2 separate regions of the Capsicum annuum genome follow, and region 2 is linked to region 1. A link is a contact called in public Hi-C data. All regions are on one chromosome and are shown on one strand. The core of a region is the stretch at or near the end of the contact, and the rest is flanking DNA. Distances in the headings are between cores, read along the strand shown. Region 1 holds the start of LOC107838718. Region 2 overlaps LOC107838731 (endochitinase A).

The links. A called contact is a pair of places that touch in the nucleus more often than the background predicts.
Region 2: a contact with region 1 is called in a Hi-C map of bud, with 3 times the contacts expected there. The contact joins the enhancer-like site here to the promoter of LOC107838718 in region 1. A contact is called at or near these places in 4 of 5 Hi-C or Micro-C datasets (bud, leaf, pericarp and 1 more).

What each region holds. Positions count from the first base shown.
Region 1 is chr1:143,478,517-143,483,099 of UCD10Xv1.1, reverse strand. It overlaps LOC107838718, which reads right to left and starts at 2,820. Exons shown (of 2, transcript XM_016681889.2): 1 at 2,503-2,820; 2 at 625-2,376. The coding sequence starts at 2,295. The coding sequence ends at 1,030.
Region 2 is chr1:143,570,365-143,575,222 of UCD10Xv1.1, reverse strand. LOC107838731 (endochitinase A) reads left to right here. Exons shown (of 7, transcript XM_016681915.2): 6 at 926-1,005; 7 at 1,848-2,337. The coding sequence ends at 1,959. Among protein-coding and RNA genes, the nearest start is that of LOC124898113, 14 kb to the right of the region's middle. Within about 2 kb of position 1,957, at least 4 of the 5 cell types and tissues checked have an H3K27ac peak or open chromatin away from gene starts, as enhancers often do. A contact at or near this core is called in bud and leaf, where this site is marked.

The DNA of each region.
Region 1 (4,583 bases), core at 1,571-4,070:
AAGAGCTTCTGCACGAGATGAAACGTAATCAAGATGAATATGAAAACGATTTGTGATAGTCAAACAGGTCTACATATCGCTTCAAATTCTACATTTCACGGAAGAGCGAAACACTAACATAAATGTAGCCAGCTTTTTAGACAAAAATTGAGTCGGATGTGTTGCCACCAATTTTACCACTCAAATGACCAACTAGTCGACATCTTTATAAAATCTTTTCAATGTCCCATAATTAATTATAATAATTTTGATGATACAGATCAGTGCAATTCAACCTGAGGTTGGCCAAAAGGATTTGTAACAAATGTGTTGATATGAGAGGATCTGTAAATATTGCATCAGTTTTATGAAACTATGGTTTAGTTCAGTGCATATTATTATGAATGACCTAGAGAGATTTTGTTCTATATATATTTTTTCCTCATTTAGACCCAATGTGAACACTATATAATAAACCCCCAAAGCTTGAGAGAATTAACCAAATTGAACATTCTCAAGAACTCTCTCTTCGTTTTCCAATTGTCATCTCTCCTATTCTTTTTCTACGTCTCCGAAAACACATTATTTCACATGACAGCAACAAAAAGGCTGTAAATGAGATACATGTCAAAATGCACGAGATAATTCCCAAACAAAGTAGAAAAGCAAAATACATTTATCACATGGGGATTCCATTGTACAATCATGAACGTCAATAAAATGTGCAGATAGCAAGCCGATACAGTTCATACTAATTCTTAACATAAGTAGCAAATACATGCAGCAAGAGTTGATTATTTGTTGAGGAAGCCTCCTACCACACAATTCATGCTAGAAAATGCCAAAACTAGAAGAAGCTAAATATAATGTAGACATACACTTCCAACAGGAGTCAGATACTTTGTCGATATTTCAGAGTTGTTTCTACCCAAGCGACGTTACAGTTAGCATTTAGCAATGAACACAATGGAATCAAAATGACAAGCATTGGCAAGGAGAGATAGCTGAGTAGACAGAAGACCTCGGAAGCTATACCTTATTCAAAAGCCATCAATTCAATCTTCTCCTTCTAGACTCACGGATATCTACATCAGAAAGCCTTGACAAAATGTTTCTTCTCCTGGAAGCCAAGGAAGATCGTATCACAGGCAGATTACCAGTACCAGTTGTAAGGTTTTCCAACTGAACAGCAGCATCAGAAACTTCATTTGCTTGAGAAGAGGACGGAACAGATGCAGTGGAACCTGTCCCTGCTACTGCATCCAGTGCCCGATAATTTGTCTGTATGAGAGCAGCATCTCTTCTGAAAGAATCACCGTCACCTGTTGCTCCCTGAACGGCTGGTAGAACATCCGCATTACTTCTTTGGAGAAGCCGATCAGTGAGTGATGCTGCAAGGTCCTCAAACATCCGTTGTGCATTATCTAACTCTGATGAAAGAGACGCAGCACCTTCTGACAACACCCTTGAAAAAAGACGGGAACGTAGTCTCCTACTGCTTAAGGTGTCAGCATTTTGCAACACATGAGAGTTGCTTGCAAAAGTAACTCCACTACTGTCCTGTTGCTGCGGGTGGTTCCCTAATCCAATACTAGTCCTAATTCTCCTTAGAGCTTCTGCAACCGGGATGTGAGACAAACCCTGAGTTACACGCTGCTGTCTAACACTCTCTATTCGACGTGCCTTTGGCCTTGGTGGTATTTTCAGACCAGACTCCAGCTCTTTTACCCCTTCACCATCTCCATTACCATAAACAGGTGTAACATTTGCATCTGAAACCTCTCCCTTACAAACAGGACATTCCTTTGTAGTTGAATCAACATAAGGTAACTGATAAAAGCACGACCAACAGTATAAGTGGCCACAACAAGTCAAAACAGGTTCTTTAGCCATATCCAAACATATATTACAGTCAAAAAAACTCCCGCCATCATCCTCCACCTTATTAACCACTAAATCCATCTCTAACGCCTTTGCCACCAAATGGGAACTATCCCTTTTGCATCCTTTCCCCCTCCCAACATTCCTTTCCACCACACCCGAATTCCCCACCCCGTTCTCACCTTGCATCTCACTATCCACATTGACCACGGCGCCACCCGAAACATCACCAGTAACCAAAGTACTCCGCGCCTGACGCCACGTATGACGCTGCAAAGCTCTAGCAGTAACAGCCTCAAGTTGCCTAATCCTCTCCTCTATCCTACTGTGAGCAGTTTCTAAGTCACTCAACAAAGACCCTAATCCTAAAGACGAACCAGAAGATGGGTCCATAGGTTCTTGGTTCAAATCCAGATCCATCACTATATCATCCATCAAAGTCTAATCCTACTCAATTTCCAAGATACCCTTTTTCAAGAACAACAAAACAAACCCCTTTCCTTGGCTAGATATTACCTAAAGAAAACACACACACACACCAAAAAAAAAGAAAGAAAAAAAAGTCAAGTACAAAATCACAACATAGATGAAACCTGATAACAAACAAATGAGAACCCAAATTCAAGAATTGAATAAAAGAACCTGTAAGAAAATTCCATGGTTTTCTTGATATACCCGCCAGTGGTACAAGAAAGGGAGAGAGTGAAAGAAAGGAAAAGGGAAAAGGGGGTGGGGGTGGGGGGTGGGGGATAAGACGAGAGTATCCGAGGGAGAAGAAAGAAGAAGGGGAGAAAGCGCCGGGCCGCGCTAAGCAAACAAGAAAAAGTTTATTGGATTGGATGGGTCATGGGTTCCAAGCAACTTTGGTTAGTGCATTTTGGGCACTTATGTTGTGACTTGTGAGGATACTAGGAAATGTCCGAATAAGATAACTAGAGGAGCCGCCTATCGAAACTAACTTTTCTATCTCATTATTTTTGAAATATGAACTACGTTTATTATTAATCTCTTCATACTGTATTTTATGAAAATACACGACATATCATTGTTATTAAAGATAAGCGGAGTCAACTTATTAATAGTCGAAGCATTATAACATGATGATATTGTAATAATGATTTATTTATACACTCAATAAAATATTGACAATGCATAATGAAAAGTTTGTGCAGGTCATGGATTGTGAGATTGAATTATTGATATACTATTTGTGCAGGTCATGGATTGTGAGATTGAATTATTGATATACTAAATTATTGATATACTAAAGTATCAAATAAATGGGTTAAGTTGATTAAAATATGTTAGGTTTATTATTGAATTATTGTCTAATCTATATAAGCCACTAAAGTGTACTATGTACACATTAGGATGAAATTGGATTAGAATAGGTTAACGAATCATAGCTTAAATTACTCGATTGAAGTTTCAAGGGTTTGGGGTGGATTGCTCCTCAATTCAGGAAACTGTTCCCAGATACACTTACGCAGCAGGAATTAGGAGATAAATAAAATAAGAAATGCAGAAAATACAATAAAATAAAGGACACAAGATTTTTACTTGGAAACTCTTTGCTCAAGGGAGAAAAATTACGACCTGCCTCCAGGATTTCTAAGGTCCACTATGCTCAAGTAAACTTCTTGAATACAGATTCCAAAGATTAACTTCCTAATCCTTTGTTTCCTAGCAAGAACTCCATTACAAGGAAACCCAAGCAGTACCTCTGCTGCTTCTCACCTCCAGCTAACTCTAACTGGTAATACAAACTAACTCTAGTTTGAAACAATCATCTAACTCTAGATTATTACAAAATGAAGGTTTGCACCTCAACACCTAATGACAATCATAAGCAAATGTAGGCAAGTGTTTAAGTACAAAATACAAAGACTCAACTGCAACAAGAAAGTAAAAAATACAACTCAATGAACAACCGGTTTCTTACTGCAGTGTGTAGCCTTTGATTCACCACTTCAGAGAGATATTTAATTGTAAGTATATGAAGTGTTGGTTTTCTTGTTGAGGAAGATGAGCAATATATATTATGACACAAGAAAACCTAAGAGAGATCCCATTGGTTAAGGCAAAAAGGTGCCAAGAGCTTTCCAATAACTTTTGTACTATGTGTCAGCCGTGGCAGTTCGAATTTGACAGTGACAGGTGAGCTCAACCTGTTCCCTAATGTGTAGTAGCTTTTGGTATCACCAAAACTCCAAGGACCAGGTCCCAAACTATGAATTTGTCAATCATTAAAACAAAAGACTTAACAATTTCTCCCTTTTTGATGATGGCAAATCCATACAAGCAATTCAGCATACTCAACTTCTTCAATCAACGTTTACACAACATAGTCTACACCTTAGCAGCACAATATAAGCCCCAAGACCACATGTCCGGCCAGTTTGCCTAACCAATTCCCACTATCACTGACGCCTATAAGAGTATAAGCATGCTAATTCTCCCTATCAATAAACATCAAATTACACAAACATCAGCCATAGCCACACAAAAATCAGCCATAACCACACAAAGATTTCCCCTTTTTGGCATCATCATAGATGTAAGACAGGAACCAAGTACAGATGGAACATCTAATCTGGATAGCTACCTACCAAATCATAGTTGTAACAAGAGGAAGACGAAGAGTGGAAAGTATTCAGCTAGGTCTCATCAATCCCAACCTTGACCTATTTTTCTCAAAAGGTTCTCTACCAAACGCTTTGGTA
Region 2 (4,858 bases), core at 708-3,207, 93 kb before region 1:
ATTTTTTTACTATCTTTTTATCAAAAAGATCTTGCTTGAAATTTTGCAGGCTAGACTACATGCGAATTAAATTTTTCTGGTGATAATTACCTGTTAGATTTTTTAAACAAATTTTGTTTGAGAAAAAAAAACTTAGATTTTCTACTTCAAATTGTGTTTGATAGAAAAATTTATAGGTTTTTCATTGAATTAATTTGATTGAAAAGCTTGTAGTGAATTAGGTTACCGATAATATTTTTTACAAATTCTAATTTTTTTTTTCTTTACATAATTTAGATTTTTCTTGTAGTTTATAAGGCGTGAGTTTAAAAAATTAAACAGGTTTATTATTAAGAAAATAAGATTTTAACAACATGGCATGCCAAGTAGGAGAGAAGAAGGTTTTTAAAGTGTTATGTATTTTTTGAGGAAAATAGGGATAGTTGAGTGATATTCTTGTCCTAAAAGAAACAAAAGTGATATTTGTAGGCAATTGCCAAAATATGGGTGACTATCTACGGAAATTACTCATACATTTGTATCTCCTCTCTTGAAATTTTTAAGGCGTCAGACATTCTACTTTTTTCCACACGAGTTCCATATTAATTTCATTGCGTCTCCCTATTAATTTATTTGTATCTACATATTATATACGTTTTAAGGTTAAGCAAGTTCAATTTTATCAAACTTGATCCAAGTTTTCGGCTCTCAAGGCTTTGAGCTCATTAAAAAAAAAATTTGGCTGTTGCTTTAATCATGTCTCTTATAGCTTTGTCATTTCTAATTTTCTGTTCAGCTATTATGTGTTAGGATTCACATGTCTCTGATTGCAAAGCAGCCTGTAGAGATGTACCCAGTTGTTCGATGTGTAGTTGGGTAGTTAGAGATGGCAATTGGCGTTCAATTATAGAATTGAACAACTGATTCCCTTTTTGTTTACTTGCAGGATGGGGAATCTGTCGAGCATTTATCTGCGAAAGAACTTTTGCAAAGACATGTCAAGCGTGCTAAAAGGATTAGATCACGGTAAAAAACCTTTCTGGTATTTGGCTTTTTGCAATTAGGGTTATAAGTTATAACTGTTTCCTTGTTGATGGAGCTCTTTCTGGCCCCTTTCCCAAGGTGCCCAAAGAGGTGCAGATGTCCTATATTACAAATTCTACTTTTTCTTTTGTTGATTAGCTTTACTTTGGCATTTGAAATTTGTTATGATCAGGGAAAATCAGTAATTTAGCTCTGCAAAGGAATGAGTGATATATATATCTTAGATGATAACAGTGTTTTCGTTTACCCAAAATCCCAACGCTATTTCACTGGGCGCTAGCCCTTTGATGAATGGATAAAAATTTGACACTTCACCTAATTGGAAAGGGAAAAAGTAGTAGTCCATCGCTAATCATGTGGTTAACTTGCAATGCCCCCTTAAATTGAGATGCTAGCAAAATTAGACACCTGAAGAAAGAGCTTGAAGAACAGAAACCATGCATTCGGTTCTTCTGCTGCACAACTGAGAGTGGCTGGTGATTGGCCATCTCAACTCTTTCTGATAATGACCTCTGTTCAGCCCAAAAATTAGGAGATTAGGTCGACAAACTGACCTGGTTTTCACTTTCCGGCTAGATGCTGGATCTGATGAAGCAGATAACAAACAATGATAAGATTCATAGCCGTTAATTCAATCTTCACTATATTCCAGAGTCATTCTTTGAGCAGGTGTTTCCCGTCTTTCTCTTCCTTTCCTTGGTCTCCGGAAGGGGGGGGGGGGGGGGGGGGGGGGTTCGTATTTAATGTGCTTCCTGGAAATTGGTTGATAACTTTTTCACTGGTGAATAAATACAGTTGACTCATTGTGCTTGGAAAATTTGCAGATTAAGGGAAGAAAGGCTTAGACGGATTGCAAGATACAAAACCAGGCTTGCTCTTCTTCTCCCTCCAATGTTAGAGCAGCAATTCAGAAACGATCCAGCTTCTGGAAACTAAACTATGCAACTGGTTCGTAGGCTCTCATGTGCTCCTTGCTGGAGCGCTCATATTTCGTTAGTCATATATATGTACCTTGAGGACTTTGGGGAGCGCTCAGGTTTGATGTTATTGACGTTGGGGGCAAAATGGTGTATGCTGGTGCAATACAGGCGGTTTGGTAGTGTAATTTAGTGTTGCTTGTTAGCTTGTATTTATAGCATGGTGATGCTATTAGAATAGGAGGATAACGATTTAGCTAGGAAATAAATCATCAATGTTTCTGAGTTGTAATTTAGTGGTTCTGGTGATATTCTTTGTTGTCCTTTAGATTATTTACTTATGGAACTCGTCAAATTTAACTGATAGGTTTAAATGAGTTGAACAAGTTCAATTAGATCATTTGCGTAGCATGCCTCTACTGCTTATATGTGGTGGTGTATGAAATGTGCTTGGTTGAATAATGGAAGGTAGAAAACAAGAGGCAGCTCATACAGCAATGGACAGAAAATATGTTCGGTGGTTTCTTAATCCTTCTAAACCCAGGGAAATTGCTCGCACATATTTCATATGATATTGAGATACGTGCAAGTTGATCTGGACGCGACGTTATAGAAGTTAAAAAAAAAAGAAAAAATTATCTAAATAAACAACATACCCACTTCTAAAAAATTACTTAAATTCCAACATTTCATATTTTTGATAAAGTTGAGATACAAGTTAAACCTATAATTAACAAGTCGGCTCTTTACCAAAAATAATCTATATCACCTCTTTGTACGCTGCAATTTCTGGTGAGGTTTCTATCCATTTTCTCCATCTAATTCAAAACTTTCAGTCAAGGTAATTTCCCCATGAAATCAACTTCAATTTATTCTATTTCTTTTTTATGTTTTTTTTAAAAAAAAATATTTTGCGCAAGTAAAGCTATGTGAAATTTGAGTGTTTTGGTTGAACAATTTCTTCGATTCTACTTTTTTTTTATGCTTCATTATTTGAATTATCATTATGAAAAGAGATTTCGGACTTTCTTTTAGTCTTGGGTTTTCTCAATTAGAAAATATCAAAGAATCTTAAAAAGTTGTAAACTTCGTTCCTGGAAATACTGACTATGAATTTGATGGCTTTGGTGAAAATAGATCAAAACATAGAAACGATTCCCAAACTATGAAGAAATTATGGCAAAAGCATGCTAAGAAGGACAAGAAAAAAGAAAGTGGTTCTAAGAAAAGAGGATCCAACAGTCCTGCAAGTAAAGCTCCCGCCAAGAGAAGAATTGTTGAAGAAATTTGAACAGATAAGCTTCCTAAGGTAATTGCATCTTCAGACCTGTTGAATATTAGGCTGAGATACATATTTTGAATTGGATGATACGTTTAGAAATTTATTGTTTATCTGGTTCTTTTTTGCTAATTTTATATGTATCTTGTAATTTTTTTTATATTGAAATTAATATAACAAAAGATACAAGTTTTTAAGTATATAGATACATGTTATGTTGACTTGTATATGTGAGTTGTTGTTAATACTTTGATATGTATCTATTGGTGTTTAAATTTTACTGAAAGTCTTATTATAAGAGATATAAGTTATGACTTTATAGAAACTTGTTGTGTTAACTTGTATCTGGGACTAACTGTTAATGCCTTGAAATGTATCTAGTATTGTTTATTTGTTATTGAAAGTCGTATTACAAAAGATACAAGTTTATACCTACATACACACATGTTGTATTAACTTGTATCTAAAGTATGATGTTCTTAGAATTTTTATTTATATTGTACTGTCTTAATGTAGAGTTGTTGCATCTCAACTAATTTTATCATTATTGTTTCTTTTTGTTTTTAGGAATTGAGTTACGTTATAAAGGAAATTCCAACTCATCCTCTTAAATTGTAAGTTCATGCAATTTAAGATTTAAGGATAAAATTAAAGAAGTTGTCAGCCAAAAAGTTTTACACTTATTTGAGAAGACTATTTTCGGATGTTATCTCAACATACCTCTTTTCAATTATATTGGACAAATAACAAAATGTCTTTTTATGCTCGAGATCGAGCAACCAAATCAAGAAGAGATATATGTGTTTGTCAAAGGCCAGATTTTTAGATTTTTCATCTATGAATTTGCTTTGATAACTGACTTAAAATGTTTTGGTAATGTTGATGATTTCAAATATGAAGATTCTTCTCCGAGTTGGCTTATGAAAAGGTATTTTCTGCAATCAACGAATGAGGTAGATAAGGAGGCATTGGTGAAACGTTTTCTGAAGGAAAATTTTGAAAACAAAGAGGATTTCCTCCAGATGGCAATCCTATACTTCATCCACACATTCGTCTACTCACAGCTGAATGCTTCTCCCATGTCATTTTCTAATTTCAAAATGGTTGAAGATGAAAAATATGAATTCTTTCCTTGGGGTAAAGTGTTTTTCTCCAGGTTTATGGCCTCACTTAGGCAAGAATTTTCAATGGAGAAGCAGCTTTATAGGTTGGGTGGTATCCCTCAGGTTTTTAATATGTGGATGTTTGAACTTTGTTCAAATGTTGATATCAAAGTTGCTGTGAAGGAGGATAACAATATACCTCGTATATTGAATTGGAGGATTGTTGCAGTCCGAGCTCAGTTTAATCAATTTATAATCGAAATATTTAGCAAGGTACGATACTGATTGAATTTTTTTCATACATTGCACTATAGTATTTTTAGTTTTAATCGTAACAATATTGAATGGATAAATTTTTTAGTGTTCACATGCCAACATTGCTCCTAGTGGGGAGAAGTTTGAAAAACTTGATTTGCCGCGAACTAGTTTTGCAGCTGATCACCATGGTACATCTTCAATGCCATCATCAATTGAAAATCCGGATCAGAGGAGTTACAGAGTGAATTTACCTCAAGTTACTAAAGATCATGACGGTT